Linked DNA regions of Zea mays: all the other regions are linked to region 1. A link is a contact called in public Hi-C data. All regions are on one chromosome and are shown on one strand. Each heading gives the region's core, a stretch centred on a gene start, on an enhancer-like site or on the middle of the called end of the contact. The rest is flanking DNA. Distances are from core to core; before and after follow the strand shown. Region 1 has its middle 31 kb from the start of LOC100279319. Region 2 holds the start of LOC100193339. Region 3 holds the start of LOC100273352.

Region 1 (3,060 bases), core at 172-2,671:
TATTTGGTGCAAGCATGCAACCAAACTAGTGGTCGATCTAGGATTTTATTTAAGGGTATACCATTTAAATTTTTTATACATAATTTATGAAACTTATTTTATAATTATATAATAATTATAGAATTTGCATCATGATTCATTATATATATATATATATTAAGTAACACAATAAGACCTAAATTCAAGGATTAAGTTAAAATCATCCACTAAGTACAATCTAAATAGTTTAAAATTTATATCAATAGTTCTAATACAACCATAAAAGAGTATTATAGACTTATAATACCATGTTTGGATAAAAATATTGGAGCACGGAATTAGGAATTGGAATCAACTTTCCAGAATTCAATTGTTTGGTTGCACATGGAATTGAGATTTGAAATTAGAGACCCAATTCCGTGGAATTGGACTATATAACTAGAAACTCACTGTCCCAATATAGAATATCACTCCTTTGTATTGTGTGGAATTGGACCACACAATTCTAAACTCTAATTCAGTGACATCCAAACAATAAAATTGGAATTACATCTCATTTCAATACCATGCTTGGTTAGGTATTGAACTAAATTCAATTACATGTCCTCTAATATTGGCATCCAAATGAAGCATAACATTATTTTTCTTAAGGAATATAAATGTCTTGGATATATCATTTTATCAACTTTAAAGAAAATATCCATTTCAAACAAAAATGACTAGTCTATCATAAAAAAACATAACCTCTTACCTTATTCTTAATTTGCTTTTTTTACTAAAAACATATTTTTTTCTCTTTCTTATTCTCTCCCCCTGACTTCAATCAAGTAGATTATATTAGAAAAAGTATAAAAGATAGTTTGATAACTCTATTTTTGCAACGATTCTCATTTTTCTAAAAAAATGAAGTATTTTTCCAGAGAAAATGAAGACCCCTTAAAAAAACAGGGTTGCCAAACTAACCCTAAAAGAAGCGGTGTAGATATATCTGTTGTCGTATTGTATCAAGATTGTCTGTCCCGTGATGTTGTGAGTGTGTTTGGTAATTTTGTACGCGTGCACACAAAAAAATAGACTGTACAAGCAATAACAAGTATACACGAAAAATAGATTTACTAAATATGATTGATAGTATAGAATATTTTTCCATAAAGTATACCACTAGACTAAAATCTAGTAGTAGTCTTGAAAATATCATGAGCAATAACAAGCAAGCAGAACAAAACATTCACGATATGGTTCAACGTAATGTTAGTTACAAGTATACACAACTGAACAGTATTTCCAGTAACTTTCAAATGCATATCCAAATTCGATGACGGATATTTGTTTCATGCCATCGTCGTGCCGTCCAAGAAATCGCGTGGATATATAAGCAGAGCAGGCTCGTATCGTAGACACGACACATGGGTAATGGGCTCGTATCGTAGTTAACGAAATGCGATATGGCTTGTGTAGTGGGCCAATTCGTACACGTGAGACTGGACCGGACCTGCCCAAACAAGGCCCAAGAGAAATGTGCCTAGTGTTACGATCGAGCTGATGAATCCATTTCGTGATAGTGTGCTAACCATATACTCCATCTATTTTTTTATTTGTCACAATTTAGTTCAAAAATAATTATTATACGACAAATATTCGAGAATGAACATAACACTATACAGTCAATTAATCATGCAAGGCGATCATGCTGTTATTATTCGACTTGTCGTGGCACGAACGTAGGGATTAATCGAATTTAATCAATTTGCCGGCATCGCTTTCATGCACGGTGGCAGCCTTGATCACAATAGTCTACCGTGGAAGACCGGGACACTATCATAATTCGATTCTTTGCTGAATACCAAATAATTTACCGAATTTTTTTTCGTACTCGATAAAGAAGTTTTTTATTAAGTGTCAAACAAAAAAACACTCAACAAAGGGTTTGCTTGCCGAGTGTTTTATTTTTGACACTGGACAAATAGTTTCTCCGTCGGGTGTTTTATTTTTGACACTCGGCAAAGTGTTTTGTTTCCGAATGTTTTTTTTCAACACTAGACAAAGACAATTTAAAAAACACATTTTGAAGCAGTAAATTAATTCAAATGAAAAAGTTTTCAGCTACAAATTTTTATAACTCATCAAGATGTACAATTTATATTTTTGTCATTTCTTCATATGACAAAATAAAAGTAAATTTGTTCATAAAAACTGTATCTCTCTCGTATTTTATGAAACTACAGGAGAGATGTATAAGATTTGTGAATAATGTTAAAACTAATATGTGGTATGAATAAATGACCAAAAAATTAAAATAAAATTTGTATATCTTGAAAAGTTATAGAATTTTATAGTTGGTAACCTTTTGATTTGAAGTCACCTTAGCAACGAAAACTACGTCTGAATTTTAAAAATTTTAAATTCGAATTTTTAAAACGACCTCAAATGGAAAAACAACCAGAATGAAAGTTGTAGGTCTTAAAAGTTATGAAACTTTGTAGTCGACAACATTTTGGTTTAAAACCATCTTTTCTTGCAAAATTTTGTTTGAATTTTAAAATTTGAATTTTTCAAATGACCTTGGATGGAAAAACCACCAAAATAAAAGTTGTAGGTCTTGAAATGTTATGAAACTTATAATTGACATTTTTTTATTTGAAATCATGTTGCCATAGAAAAATATGTTTGAAGTTTTCAAATTTAAAATTTAAATGTTGTAAACGAAGGAATAGTGGTTAGCTTGAAATTTGAAACTATCAATATGAAAGTTATAGATCTTGAAAAGTAATACAACCTTAAAGTCGACAACATTTTCATTTAAATTTATTTAGTACCTCAAATAATAATTTAAATCTTGATTGGTTATAATACATGTGGAAAGAAACTCTACGATCATAGTAATGGTCAATAAAATCTGATATGTAATACATATATTTGGATAACAATCTACCATGTAATGAATTGAAGAATCTCAGTAACTGATAAAATTATTAATATCAACATCAAATGAGTTACCATAAAAAATATATGCAAAAGTTATATAAAACTACCGTAAATTATGATTATCCAAAAAATTATAAGAAACATATATTTTTTTGG
Region 2 (3,060 bases), core at 400-2,899, 89 kb before region 1:
ACAGGAAAAAATATTTCACATAAGAGCATCCCTAGAAACATCATTCGAGAAACCAATCAACATATGCAAGTCTGAAGATAACCTACTTCACAAATGAATTCCCTTCTTTTAAGCAGAAACATATGAATTTTCGTGCATAACTCATATTGGTCTTTGTATACCAGCAAGAAAACAGATGAATTTGAAAGAAGTTCATGATTTTGTGCAATCTATCTCATTACTTGTCAGTACTTGTATCGTACATTAGTTAATCTGAGCAACATATCTAAGCATGATGCACTTAACTACACACAGAACAGAAATATTGATTTTACAATTTGCTATGCATTGTGGGACGATGACTCATTAACAAAACAAAACCAAGTTATCATCGTTGGAAAAGATGGAACAGCTTTCCTTGCTGGTGTATCCTTTACTCAAATACCAAGTGGATTTACAAATCAATACAAATTATAAATGCAGTACAATGAGTAAAAGCAAATCTGAGCATGATGCAGGAATTGGCCATTTCACTGTAACCCGCATATATATTGAAAAATGTTTAAAAGACTAAGCATCAGAATATATGCTCAGCAGCACAGAACATGCAAAGAAACGTGTATCTATCAAGTGCATTGTTAATCATTCACATATTTTTTTATGAGTAGTCATCCAGGTATATCATTCATATGTAGCCTGTTCCAATTAGTTATAAAAATTCACAAACTTGATTAAAAACATGGAAACGTAGTTGAATCCATGAAACATGAAACAATAATAGCAGCAAGTCAACCAACCAATTAACAAATAATGCCACAGGCAACAAAATATGGAAGAAAACACACCAATAACATTAAGCCAATGTGGCAAAAGAACAGAGACAAACAAGGAAAATGGCCTGTGGGACACTTAATGGAAGCATGCTAACAGAAACACTACTTTCCGCAATAACAGACGCCATATCAACCCTTTATGACAACCTGCTCGCCGATAGTTCATGTTTCCACATTTTTATTTCAGCATTCAAAACATCTAGAGAACCGATCTAGTTCTAGACAAAGAAAACTCCAGGAGTACCTTCAATTTAGCATTCAAAACATCTAAAGAACCGAAATAGAAAAATCAAACTCCAGGCGCAAGCAGTCCAGTAAATAACACATAAATTTTACCTTCAGTAGTCTCCCAAGCAACGCCTCCGACAAAAATCTTTCTGCAAAAGAAAAAGTATTAGCTCTCTTGCTAAACTATATCCTTGAAATTCAGAACAAATACAAACCCTAAAGCCCAAATCGCTCACCCCAACGAGTCGCCACCCGCCCCCCTCCCATCCTCTCCGACAGCAACAGCGTACCCAGAGCCCCCATCCCGGCCTACCCGCCTCCCGGGGTGTCCCTCCTCTTCGTCGACCTCCTCGTCGTACCCGTTCAACTCGTGCTGGTTGTCCTCCGGGTACCCCGCCATACTGCAAACTTCGGGAAACAGCCGCCTGAGATCGAACCAACAAAATCTGAACAAACAGGCAGAAACCCTAGGTCGGGGCTTGAAAGAAGGCCGGGCTGATTACCACGGAATCAGAGCAATCCAAGGGTGGGGTTCGGGGCCTGAGCAAACCCTAGCGGCGCTGCTGCGGGTGCGGGTTTAGAGGGAAGGAGACAGGGACTAGATGAGAGAGAGAGACGGAAGAGGAGTCGGCGGCGGCGAGGTTCGGTTCGAGTCCAACGCGCAGGCGGCTCCGTTATTTATATGAGCCGTGCGCGACGGTAGTGGATTAGACGTACCGACGAGCCATTTACCATCTCTACTACTTATCTCTACTACTTCTTAAGATAGTAACGTAGGCGTTCACAGGTGCGTTCTGCCTTCCACCCGACATCCTTGTCTACAACGCGCCGCTAATCTCGTAGTCGCGCCCCGGCGATCCGCGCCTGCCTGCCGCCGCCCGTGATTGTAGCCCACCCCGACACCGCGCCCCCTCTCCCCTGACGTGATGCCCGCCTCCCACCCCGTCCCCTCGGTGTCCCTCGCTTCCACCCGCCCTGACACAGATCTCACCCTTGGGGGACATGGGGAGCAGCGTCTAGATGATGGGGTCGGAGCGCACCAGCGGAGTAGAGCAGCTCCACCTTGTCCACCTCCTCCGAGACGAAGAGGGAGTAGACGAGGTCGCAGGTGGCCTGCGAGTCCTTCACGGTGGGCACGTCATTCACCTCCAGACCCCGCTCCAGCGGGATGTAGGGGCGGCGCTGGAAGTAGGCGTTGCCCTTCTTCCCCACGCTGATGACGGTGTACTGGAGGCCCAGCTGCTCGAGCTCCTCCATGCGGGTCTCCACCTTCTTGAGCACGTTGTTGTTGAAGCTCCCGCAGAGGTCGCGCTCGCCGGTCAGGACCACGAGCGCCACCTTCATGACGGGGCTGCTGCGGGTGAGGGGCAGGTCGATGTCCTCCGTCTGGATATCGCCCCTCATGTTGTAGAGCACCTCGACCAGGGCCTCCGAGAAGGGGCGGGAGGAGACGATCCAGTGACCAGGGCCACCAAACCGCGACCCCGACCCCTACCCAGCCGCGGAGGAAAGGGCGGGGTGCTGACTCCGGTGGTTGGAAGGAGGCGACGCGACCTCAACCTCACCAACTTCGTCGGGTCCTCTTCTCTGCAGCCGCGTGTGCACCCCGACATACTTCATCTCTTGATTTCTTCGTAAACAACAGATGAGGGATTCACGATGGCTAAGTCGAAGGACCACATGGCACATAACCAGTCGTACAAGGCGCATAAGAACAACATCAAGAAACCCACGCGCGGCTGCCAGACCTCCACCAAGGGGGTACGTGCTTCCTTTTCCTTGCTTCTCAAATCTCAACTATGCTAGATCTGAATGTGCTTCCTTTTCCTTGCTTGTCAACTACGCCACTCCATACTTGGCAGTCTGCTATCCCACATCACAGGTGTTTAACCTTGTGCAACCCTTTCCAAAATTGAGACGCACCTCTATCAGATGACAGGAAAAAAATTCCCTTGGTCATGTATTTCCCTTTGATAAATTTGAACCAAGTATCATCAGACCCCTGAGAAATTTTCTATAT
Region 3 (3,060 bases), core at 168-2,667, 72 kb after region 1:
ATCTCACCACTCATCCATTCACCCCAACTCTCTATTCTCTAGTGTTAGAGAGCTCCCTTGTAATCCACCACGTAAAACATTCTCACCAGGATGTAGGGTGTTACGCATCTCCAAGCGGTCCAAACCTGTAAACATTGTCCATTGTTCCTCGTGCATCCGGCACGAACCATTTAGCTACAGTCGGCGACACCGTCCTACTCCTAAAAACACCTTGAGGGGCAACCCCGGGTGTGCGGTCGGACCCAAAGCACCGACACTCGACATTGCCAAACACATCTCTGTCCACAATTTCTCAGGTGATATCAATGTTTATTTTGAATTTTATCTATGTCTTTTTCTATAAAAGGATTCATTAACATGGATAAGTCTTCTTGAGGGGCATTATGATGGAGGCATGTACTCTCTCAAACAATATGATGGTGCCACCCTCAAACAAACCCTAATTGGTTGATCTACCAGTCGCACCCAATAACATGCTTATGTTAGTTACCCCTCGTCTCAAGTTGTTTAGTTGATTATGCATCTTAATAATATTTCATGTCCTAAAGAGTCAAAGTCATCCATTTTTAGTGCCTAATATGTAGCTCAAAGTTAGCAATTGACCTATAATATCTAGGCGTCGTCTCCTAGTCAACTATGGCGTCGTCGAGATAGTTATCTTAGTTCAATTTAATTTATCATTAGCTATTTTGTAATACATTCTTGTAATGTAATAAAGATTATGATATTCGTCTCTATACACCGAGTCATTATATGTGTGGACTTGATTATAACGCACATATGAGATGTATCTGGATTTCGCTTTAAATACGGGTGTGACAATAACATCAGTCACCTATTTTTGTGCCAACCTCATATTTTATCGGTTCTCTAAACACGTGGATGTCGATTATTACTTTGTATATGATCATCCGATCATGTCTCCACTCAATAACTTGGTGTGCGGGTCGTTTCATAAGGTTCAGATTGTAGATATTATGATCAAGCCCTTATCGGTTCATAAGAATTTTGTTATAATTTGGATGTGCAGGGAGCAAAAGGATAAGGTGCAGTTACTATTCTAGCTTCTTGCTCGACGATGCGCTAGGGGTCTAGGGCAGCTGGCAATGAAGCCGAACAAAAATCCCGAATCGACAGCCTTTAAATGTCACATAAATCGCCACGACGAAGAATTGAGCAGCACCGTCCCCCACCCATCTCAGCTGCCAATTCTCCTATCCGACAGCTTGCAGGACGGATACTAATAACCGTCGATAGCACGCAGGTTCTTGCATCCGACGGCTCAGAAAGCCAGCCTCTCACGGGCTGCTCTACGCCTCCCGGGCCACCTGGCTACCCGGCCATCATAAAGAGGCGGCCTCCCGCCCCTCCTCTCCTCGCGCTGCTTGCTTGTCCGTTGTCGCAGAGAGAGAAAGAGTGGGATGGCAATGGAGAGGTCGTTGTCGTGCGCGGAGAGGGGCAGCCAGTACGGCGCCGGGGCGGGGGCGGGGGCGATGAACCTCCGGAGCTACAGCGCCTCCTACGAGCGACCGACGACAGCGGCGCCGTCCACGGTGCAGCGCGCCAGGAGCGTGAGCTCGTGGAGCACGCCGCCGGCGCCGCCGCCCGTGCAGCGGGCCGGGAGCACCAAGAGCGGCCCCACCGCCGCCGCCGGTGGCCGGGCCGCCCCGGGGCTGAACCTGCGCTCCTACAGCGCCTCCTACGCGGCCTCCTACGGGCCCACCCTGGCCGATACCGGCGGGCAGCTGAAGCGCTCCGGCAGCGTCACCAACTGGACCTCCGCCAACCGCCGCTCCGTCAACCTGAGGGGGTACGCCCCGTCCTTCGCCGCGATGGACGACACCGCCGGCGCGGTCCCGGCGCCCAGGAGGAAGCTGCGGGCGGGGGCGGACGACGCCGAGGTGCAGCGGCGGCGGCTGGTCGTGTACAAGACGTACGGCGTGGAAGGGAAGGTCCGGGAGTCGGTGCGCCGCGGCGTCAGCTGGATCAAGGGCAAGTGCTCCGGCGCGGCCTACGGCTGGTGGTGATCGATCGCCAGCTCCATCGCCGTGCCCACCGGCCTATCGGAGTGGTACTACTACGGTACGGTCTACCATATGAGCTGGTGCACTGCATGCCCACCGCCGCACCAGTACCTCCTGTTACTTGTTCTTGGAGTTAGGAGTTTTTTTAATCTTTAGGAGATGGATTTGGTTGTATGTAGTAGCATACTAGCATGAGCTGTGGAGCTTCTTCTCTTGGTGAGTGATCTCGTGTCTTGTGAGGGAAGGAGGAAGTTCATGCTGTGGGTGTCCTACTCCTCTTTACAGAACAGATATCTGGACTCTGGTCTATGTAAATATAGGTGCTGCGTATGTATATATGTGTGTATAGAATAAGATTTCTGTAAATTATTACTACTACTACAGGCAAGACTGCTGTTGATGGCCTCTTTGAAAAGGCCGGCTTCGGATTCACTATTGTAACTGTATCTCAGAAGCCGGTGAAGTGATCAAATCCTGACCTGCTCCTCCATCGTCTAGTGCTCTAGACTGATTTGGTGATCAGAGACATGTGGGGGAGGAATACCCTTACTATTCAAATTTAAATAGCAAGAGGATTAGGATTCATGATCATCAAATCAACCCCTAGTTTGTTTTGCTGCCATACTAAACAGTGACGCAGCATCATACGTGTCAGGAAGAAGGTCTGAATTTGTGGCAGCACATATATACCGCAAATGGAACGGGGGTGTCACAGTAGGATTCAGAATTTTCATCAGCCAGCAGATTTCTAGCCTGTAATCTTGGTTCCTTCTCGTTCAGTTTTTTTCTTCTTCTTCAGATTCGAGCTAAAACTTCGTCAAAGCTTGAAAAAAATTAGCCGAGATTTCTAGCCGATTTCCCTCTCTATCGGCCCCCTCCCCTCCACGCACGCACGGCAACGCCTTAATTTGTACAGTTATACTCTCGCCTTCAATCACAACCACGTAACATGCACTGGCAGTTGGCGGTGTGGAGTTTTCTCCAGCCCTAGTGTTTTTTTTTATTTCTATATATTTTTCCATGTAGTGGGATCCCG

Evidence for each region. A called contact is a pair of places that touch in the nucleus more often than the background predicts.
Region 2: a Hi-C map of leaf shows a contact between it and region 1, with 5 times the contacts expected there. The contact joins the promoter of LOC100193339 here to the enhancer-like site in region 1. A contact is called at or near these places in 5 of 25 Hi-C or Micro-C datasets (ear, leaf and tassel) and 1 of 3 datasets of contacts at active chromatin or transcription factors (seedling).
Region 3: a contact with region 1 is called in a Hi-C map of leaf, with 6 times the contacts expected there. The contact joins the promoter of LOC100273352 here to the enhancer-like site in region 1. A contact is called at or near these places in 4 of 25 Hi-C or Micro-C datasets (bundle sheath, ear, leaf and 1 more) and 1 of 3 datasets of contacts at active chromatin or transcription factors (seedling).

What each region holds. Positions count from the first base shown.
Region 1 is chr4:238,229,487-238,232,546 of Zm-B73-REFERENCE-NAM-5.0, reverse strand. No RefSeq gene overlaps it. Among protein-coding and RNA genes, the nearest start is that of LOC100279319, 31 kb to the left of the region's middle. Within about 2 kb of position 1,421, at least 17 of the 20 cell types and tissues checked have an H3K27ac peak or open chromatin away from gene starts, as enhancers often do. A contact at or near this core is called in bundle sheath, ear, leaf and 2 more, where this site is marked.
Region 2 is chr4:238,318,940-238,321,999 of Zm-B73-REFERENCE-NAM-5.0, reverse strand. LOC100193339 reads right to left here and starts at 1,649. Exons shown (of 7, transcript NM_001138474.2): 1 at 1,544-1,649; 2 at 1,277-1,448; 3 at 1,149-1,189. The coding sequence starts at 1,440. It also overlaps the pseudogene LOC103655982.
Region 3 is chr4:238,157,946-238,161,005 of Zm-B73-REFERENCE-NAM-5.0, reverse strand. LOC100273352 reads left to right here and starts at 1,417. Exons shown (of 1, transcript NM_001159432.1): 1 at 1,417-2,401. The coding sequence starts at 1,422. The coding sequence ends at 2,027.